Linked DNA regions of Capsicum annuum: region 2 is linked to region 1. The links are chromatin contacts, called in public Hi-C maps. All regions are on one chromosome and are shown on one strand. Each heading gives the region's core, a stretch centred on a gene start, on an enhancer-like site or on the middle of the called end of the contact. The rest is flanking DNA. Distances are from core to core; before and after follow the strand shown.

Region 1 (4,091 bases), core at 1,534-4,033:
GTATATTTTTTATATATATAAAAATAGTATATATTTTTTTTCTTTTTTAAGAAAATATATAAAAAGTAAGTGTGTGGGATTATTTTTTTTTAAATTATAATTTTCTACGTGGTAATGACATGACACTGATGTGGCAATGACATGGCACTGATGTGGCAACGATGTGGCGCGTGTGTAGTGCACTCTCCATTGTGAGAGTGGGTTTTTGATTTTGAGGATTAAATTAATTCACTTGAAAGTTGTTAAGGGGGGAAAATAAATAAAAGTTAAGTTTAAGTGCTAAAGTGAGTTTGGAGGACAAGTTCAGGGGGAAAAATGTCTTTTCTCTAAATATATTTATATAACTATAGTTTAGTATTTCATCAAGGATAAAAAAAAGTAAGTTCAAAATTAAATCATTTCTAAATAAGAAATTAAGATAATCTATACAACAACAAACATGAAACAGTACTCCGTATATTTTCATCAAGTTAGGTCTAGGAAGAATAAGTGTACGTAGTTCATACCACTATGTACCTTAAAGTGAGATAGAGAGGTTGTTTTCGAAAGACCCCTAGCTCAAAGATAAAATGATCTAAAAAAGGAATAGTAATAGAAATTACCATATTCAAAAATACCATAAATAAGTAATACATCAAACGATACAACATTCAAAAATAAAATTAGTACTATAACGAAACACGAATAACAAAGTCCTCCTGAATATAAAATTTGAAGCAGTCTTAATTAAAATGAATGGTCATTGGAAATAGGTGGTGGTGAATGGTGAATGGTTTTTGTGGTTATTTGTTTTATATATAAGATAATATATGAGGTATGGGTATCAACGGTCGCTTTGGCCGAGTGGTTAAGGCGTGTGCCTGCTAAGTACATGGGGTTTCCCCGCGAGAGTTCGAATCTCTCAGGCGACGTTCGTTATTTTTGCTTCCTTCCTTTCTCTCTTTCGTTTCAGAAAAATTAATGCTGATACGCATGTGAATATGTTAATGATTTTTGTTCAGTTTATTAGCTAGTCGTGTATTCATTCAAACAACTTTATTTTAATGATTTTTGTTCAATTTATTAGCTTTTCATGTATTCATTTAAACGACTTTATTTTAATGTATCTTCTCTTGGTTTAGACAGATTATTTCTAGCTTATTCCATAGCTCTTATGTTTCTACTAAAAATTTGAATTTGTTGCATCTTCCGAAGTTCCAATACACAATTCCACCTCGAACCAGATCTGTCATTAGTGCCTATGTTCCATTTTTGCTGATAAACTACTACTTTGGAATCAAAAACTTGTTTTGAAATTCAATTTATAAAGCGGAAAATCGAACACCAATCACTAATCAACAATGAAAATTCGGACAATCAACCAATTAAGCTACTGAAATTTTCCACAAACAAGAAGGTACCTTGTACCTAGTGTAATCCCACTTCTTTTTGCAGAATAGGAAGTTCACAATTTTCAAAATGAAATGTTTTCCCTTTACAACCATGAAAATGACGGCGGCATACTCGTCTTTAAAAGACTTCGTAATATTATGGTAAGAAACAAAGAGCTTGAAAGTTGAAAAACACACCCACAAAAAAAATAAAAAAATCCTCACTTTCACTTCAAGCTAAGGTTGTGAGTTTGAGTCACGAGCTCCCACGGACTTATTGATAAACAAATATAGAGCAGTCAAGTACATATACTAGGCAGCATGAAGCTTAGAAGCTTCGAGATCAGCAGCTTGCTTAATCAAACTCTGGTCACTATCATCAAGCGCCATTTGAATGGGCGAAGTACCAAGTCCATCAGCAATCGCCAGCATAATTTTCCTCATCTCATTCCCAAACTCCTCCCTATCCACCGTACCGTTGTGATCGCAATCGAATTTCTCGAATATCGAATCGTAGAGGTTAGTGAGTTCCTCCGGCGTAGCAGCGACGTCGACGCCGAAGTGAGATTCGATGAGCCGGAGAGACTCGAACGCTTTACGAAGCTCCGATCGGGATAAAACGCCGTCGTTATTGAGGTCTAAATCGGTAAATCCTTTATCTATTGCCTTTGTGAATGCTTCTTCGTTGTAAACAAAGTCTCGAACTGTTGATCCATCGATTATCACAACTGCCATTTTTTATGTTTTTATTTTTCAAGTATTTTGAGAAATTGTTGAAATGATATGGGATTATATGAGGCTAGGGAATTTGCTACTAATATGTTTAATTAATTAGAATGTAAAAACTACGCTAACATTATTTTTTTGGAGAATATAAACAGTCGGTGCATATCTTGTCATTAGACCAAGAGTTTATCATTTTATGGCACGTGGTTTTCTCCATTGATTTTCCTATTTCTTTTTATTATTATTATTACTATTATAGTATATGAGGAAATATTTTTTGTATGAAAATGACGTGAAAAGAATGGATCAACTACTATTTAAAAAAAGAAAAGTGTTTAAGAAAATATATTCGAAATTGAATTGTATTTGATCATATTAAATTTTTAAAAAATGGAAATTTTGTGAGTTGTAAATAATTCTGTGGAAAAAAATGGGCAAAACTACCTTTCTAAATTTGAAACTCATTGGTTAATCTTTATTTTTAAAAAGAATCGGTCCATAATCAAATGCTATCTTTTGTCCCGCAAATATTAGTTTGGGGTAATTTTTAATTTTATTTTGAGTAAAGTTTATATTCAAGCACAATTTGATATTCTAAATGCTACTACATACTATTATTCAACATCAAGTTTCGACCCCTGGATTTTTATTATTTTATCCAAATGTTAGTTAAATGCTCTCAAAGTTTCGAACTCACTTTTCTTCCGGCATATATTCGCTCCGGTCACCGTGGTGCAGCGGATGGAATTACTCCTCCCTTAATTAAAAATTTTGAATTTAAGCTCTGAATATGAAAAAATCTTGGTAAGAAATGCTTCTCCCCAAATGGGACCCTACACAACGCGAATCCAAATTAGTACTCCAATGCAAATATCGAATATCAGATTAAAAAATAAAAAATATATATATATTCGCTTTAGTCTAATGCATTCGTATCTTTAATATTAATGGAAGAAGATATGAAATAATAGGTGTTAAGTAGGGGTGGCAAAATCAAATCTAAAATCAATTGTTCGATTCGATATATAATCTAATTTGGCTAATGAGAAATCTCTTAAAAAATATTATTTTATTTCATATGTTATATATAGTCTTAATAAAGAAAAATGAATAACTTTATTAGGTATTAAAAATTTATATATAAAAAATAAATAAAATAATTAAAATCTAGTAAGAACCGGCCGAATTAAGTTATGACCCGTATCTTAACATATTTTAGCCTAAAAAAATCTGGAATGTGTCAATGATCCGTCTACTTATTATTAACTGAGATCATCTTAAGTAGTTCAAATTCAGCTCAATTCGTCTCATTTGACACAACAATTTGGTAGGATTTGTCCTAATTTTTCTACCTTACGTGGATTCTATCGTAAATGTGTTTTTACTTTCGAATTTCTTAGTGGAAAAGTTTTTGTTAGGATTTTTGCCTAATTTTCTTACTAAAATTAAGTTTTTACAGGAAAATAAAAGTAACCATAAATACTTTTACTTTTCCTTAAAGAAAAATATAAAATTTTTTCATATTTGACTAACCTCTTTCTTGAAGGAAAAGTTTTGTAAAGACCCCTTCTCATATCATAACACAATAGCATCTACAAACAATTGATTCATCAAAGAGTATTGTTTAGGAGGAGATTTTTCACAACATATTTTTTATCCTTTTTCAATAGGTTTTAAGTTTTTTCAATATTATTTTTAATATGTAGGTCGTTTGACCAAACCATATTAATAATATATTTTTACTATTTTTTTTTCATTGTTATCTGAATTATCACCGTCTCAATTTGCAAACTTTAATAATATATTTTTAGTATTTGTTTTTCATTGTTATTTGAATTATCACCGTCTCAGTTTGCAAACTTTAAGCTTCCGCATGACGCCCTCTCGATTTCGAACCAACAGTTTTCCTAGTAGAAAAAAATCTCTTTTCTATTAGATTTCTACTATGTTTATTCTCTAATTCGAACCAATAGTTTTCCTAGTAGGAAAAGATCT
Region 2 (3,934 bases), core at 1,032-3,531, 37 kb after region 1:
TATAAGAATACTTTGTTATGGTTTTCAAATTGCGCTCCTTATGAAAGTCACTTTTATGCACTTTTAGTTGACTTTTTTTCACTATAAAATGTTAAATGAGATTCAAAAAAATAAAATAGAAATGATACTATTAAATAATTATTAAATATAAAAATATGAAATTAAATAATTACAAAAGAATAGAGCATCACGTCAAGAGCGGATCTAACATTCGGGATTGAGGTTTTAGGAAATCCTATAGCAAGGTTGTTGGTTGGCCCAAAAGGGCCTTTACACGTGATGTTGACTTGGGATATCCAGATTTGACTCCTCCTGAGTGGCCCTTTTTAACTTTTTGTTTTAGTAACTAATTTAGATGTACGCTCCTCGTGTACTTCACTTTAATGAATTCAAAAGTTTCATTAAAATAGGATATTTATTTAATTAATAAAGATTAATATAATAATTAAATTCAATATCTTTTGGATATGTAAAGATGAAGAATTTATTTAATTAAATTTAATTTTTACCAAAAATATTTCTTAAAGTCGATCGACATTCATCTTCCATCTTTAAAAATAAAACAATAAGATAATAAAAATATCAAAATAATACAATTAAACCTGACCTTTACACTAAAATTTCTTCAAAACCAACCGACATTCATCTATAATCTGTAAACTACAGTAAAACAATACAATAATAATCACAAAACTTCGATTTTGATGAAAATAATTCTTGTCTGAGCAAAAATTTTGATCCTAAAGAATGACTTAAATGAATAAACTACCACAAAATAATAAATTAATAGAGATATTAAGACAATATAATTAAAGCTAACTTTTACCTAAAAAAAACCTGACAAACATTCACCTACTATCTGTAAATTAAAATAAAACAATAAGATAATAAAGATATCAAAACAATACAATTAAACCTGACTTTTACACAAAAAAATTCTTCAAAACCAACTTACATTCATCTACAATTTGTAAATTACAACAAAACAGTAATACTATGATCACAAAACTTCGATTTTGATGAAAATAATTCTTCTCTGAACAAAAATTTTTACCCTAAAGAATGACTTTAATGAAAACAAAAAACACGTTGATCACAAACACACGTTGAATTCTATTATGTTGACAAAAAACAATAAAGAAGTTAAGGGTTAGAAAATCAAGCATCCACCAATCTAGACATACAACCGAATCAAGTTAGATGAACATCAATCTTCTCCCAATAGGTAAATCGATTTCTCTAATTTAACGTGCATTTCAATATTTATAGAAGTATTTTCTTAATATAGTCCTATTTTAGGAGTATTTTTCTAATTAACCAGTATAAAAAAATTATTAATAGATTCTCCTTCCATACATTTTAGGAATTCCATATATTTTTGGAGTTTAGTTAATATAAATAAAAAATAATTAAATAATAAATTGAAAAAAATAGTGAAAAAATAATTTTATTAGTTTTTTAATAAAGTACAAAAAGTTCAAATAACTTTTCTAAAGATCTTCGCACTTGTAATATATATATATATATATATATATACTAGTCTAACCTCACATGTCTTCGCACGTGTAACATTTGATTATTTAAAATTAAAATTAAAAAAAATAGTGAAAATTTTTTTTTATTAGTTTTTTTAATAAAAGACAAAAAGTTCAAATAACTTCTCAAAAGATATTCGCACTTGTAATATATACTAGTTTAACCTCACATGCCTTCGCATATATAATATTTGATTATTTAAAATTAAATAATTTTGTTTATTGCAAAAATTTTAAATAAAATATAAAAGTTCAAATCACTTTTCAAAAATCTTTCACAGTTTAATATGTTGCTGAAGTATTCACACGAGGGAAAAACAGTGCATCTAATCCTAACCAAACTGGACCACAAAGGGCATAGACAATGAATTTCATTAGAAACCAGAAAAGCAAAATGATCAGTCTTTCTTCTGAACTTACAACAATATACAATTCACCATGTTGCTGCAATCCTTGGCATTGCCATCACGAAATCAATAACAATTTAGCTTGGTCTTATATATTAACAATCATCCTTATCTCCAAATTGCCTGAACTTTGTTACCTTGCTTAAATTGTGTTTTTTCATGTCCAGTAAAACTGAACATATGGATTATCCCTGCAACTTAGGAAGCCGCACAACTCTTAAGTAGGATGACCCTTTGTGATAAAATCACTAATTCAGGAAATTCAGTCACAGACAGGAGAGCTCTACATGGATCAGAAGAAACCTTAAAGTAGGAAACCTCTTGATGCCCTCCTCATCCATCCAAAATCCTCATAGAATGGCACTAATCACGTCTGCAAAAGAGAGCACCTAACATCTTTGGAATCTAGTAATTGCCCTTTACCTATACAACAAATAGTCTAGCCGTGACTCTACTAACCTCATACCTATGAAGTGCTGGCACCTTCCTTCGGATGTGCCTCAGATAATTCAGACTGAGAAGCCCAAGTCCTCAAAAAATCTTCAGCTATCTGTCTATCAATCAAAATATACAAAATCCAATGCAGATTATCAGCCTGTCGTGCAATCTGATTTACATCCATCATGTCTGCATCTGCTGCCCGTAAAAAATAGTGGCGGAGCAATTGCAGACATGCATTCAAGCTGAATACAGTGACTCCTTCCTCAAGTCATTATGAGATGAATTCTCATGCAACATTTTCAATACTAAGCCTTTCATCTCTCGCCTTGCCTTCTCATCCTTCCCTTCAAGAACCACATGCAGTAGCTTAAGAAGCACTTCCTCATTTCCATTTCCACTCTTTGTTCCAGATGTAACATCAAAAGATACTCTCCTTAAAACTTCCCCAACACCTACCCCTTCAAGACGAAGCTCAGACAATTGATCTATTGAGCTACAGACAAAAGAAACTATCATGAAAAGAATTAATTGAGCTAGCAACAGGCACCCCCTACAAGGCTAAAATTAAAACTATCAGGAAACACACCAGAATTAAAAAGGCAGCAACGACTATAATTTGACATAAAACAGAGAGGGTCTACGTACTGGTAGGTGTAAACACCTCTAGTTGTACACGACAACATTAACATAGCATGTTTATACTAAATGACAAAAATATTTACAGTCAACATAATAAGCCATCTAACACAACCAGCAACCACAAGCTATGCTCATACTCTCCAAAGTTGTAACAAAAATGTTATGCACATGAAATGAGATAGCCACTTTTGACGGATTGATTTTGTTTTGTCAATACAACTCAAGAAGTTATCAAAAGGAAGATACTATTTTTTTCAAAGAACCACTCTGCTATAGCAAAGGATACTGAACACAACAACCCAGAAAACAACACAAGAAAAACTTCCAATATGATCAAGAAAAGTTGCAGCACACCAACTCAAAAACAACATAAAATTAGAGAAAATTTTCACAACCGATCCAACTAAAAAAAAGTAAAGAGAACTTTACTTACTGCCGTGGGAGAAGCCATTGAAGGAGAATCAAAGAGCCCCACAAATTATTTCAGTATCGTTCCTTTTTTCATTATCATATACGCCTTCAAAGCACTCATTATTTGATTGTGAGAATTCATTATTTGAGCCAAGTTTTCTCGACATTGGAACGAACAAGAACCTCCACTACTTGAAGCACTTGTACCACCAAAATGAGGTCTATCTTATTTAAACACTCTACTAGGAACAACTCCTAATCCCAAGCATCTCACCCATCTAGAGTGGTCTGGCCCTAGCACCTTACTAATGACATCATTTGAAAAAACTTGAGACTCATCTATGGTGCTTTGACTCAAAGTTGACTCAATTTTTTCCTACATATGGAAAATTTATTGTCAAAATAAATTAATAATAGAAATTCATTTGGCATACCGCGGTTGATTGCTCGATAAGAGTCTATGGCACATAAGTATAACTCACACATATTTCTTTTGCCGCT

The links. A called contact is a pair of places that touch in the nucleus more often than the background predicts.
Region 2: a Hi-C map of leaf shows a contact between it and region 1, with 1.6 times the contacts expected there. The contact joins the enhancer-like site here to the promoter of LOC107843179 in region 1. A contact is called at or near these places in 3 of 5 Hi-C or Micro-C datasets (bud, leaf and placenta).

What each region holds. Positions count from the first base shown.
Region 1 is chr1:196,391,420-196,395,510 of UCD10Xv1.1, forward strand. It overlaps LOC107843179, which reads right to left and starts at 2,784. Exons shown (of 1, transcript XM_016687383.2): 1 at 1,348-2,784. The coding sequence starts at 2,105. The coding sequence ends at 1,683. TRNAS-GCU (a tRNA gene) reads left to right here and starts at 830; the gene lies at 830-911.
Region 2 is chr1:196,429,315-196,433,248 of UCD10Xv1.1, forward strand. It overlaps LOC107843187, which reads right to left. Exons shown (of 7, transcript XR_007047176.1): 7 at 1,894-3,934. Among protein-coding and RNA genes, the nearest start is that of LOC124888607, 3.4 kb to the left of the region's middle. Within about 2 kb of position 2,282, at least 2 of the 5 cell types and tissues checked have an H3K27ac peak or open chromatin away from gene starts, as enhancers often do. A contact at or near this core is called in leaf, where this site is marked.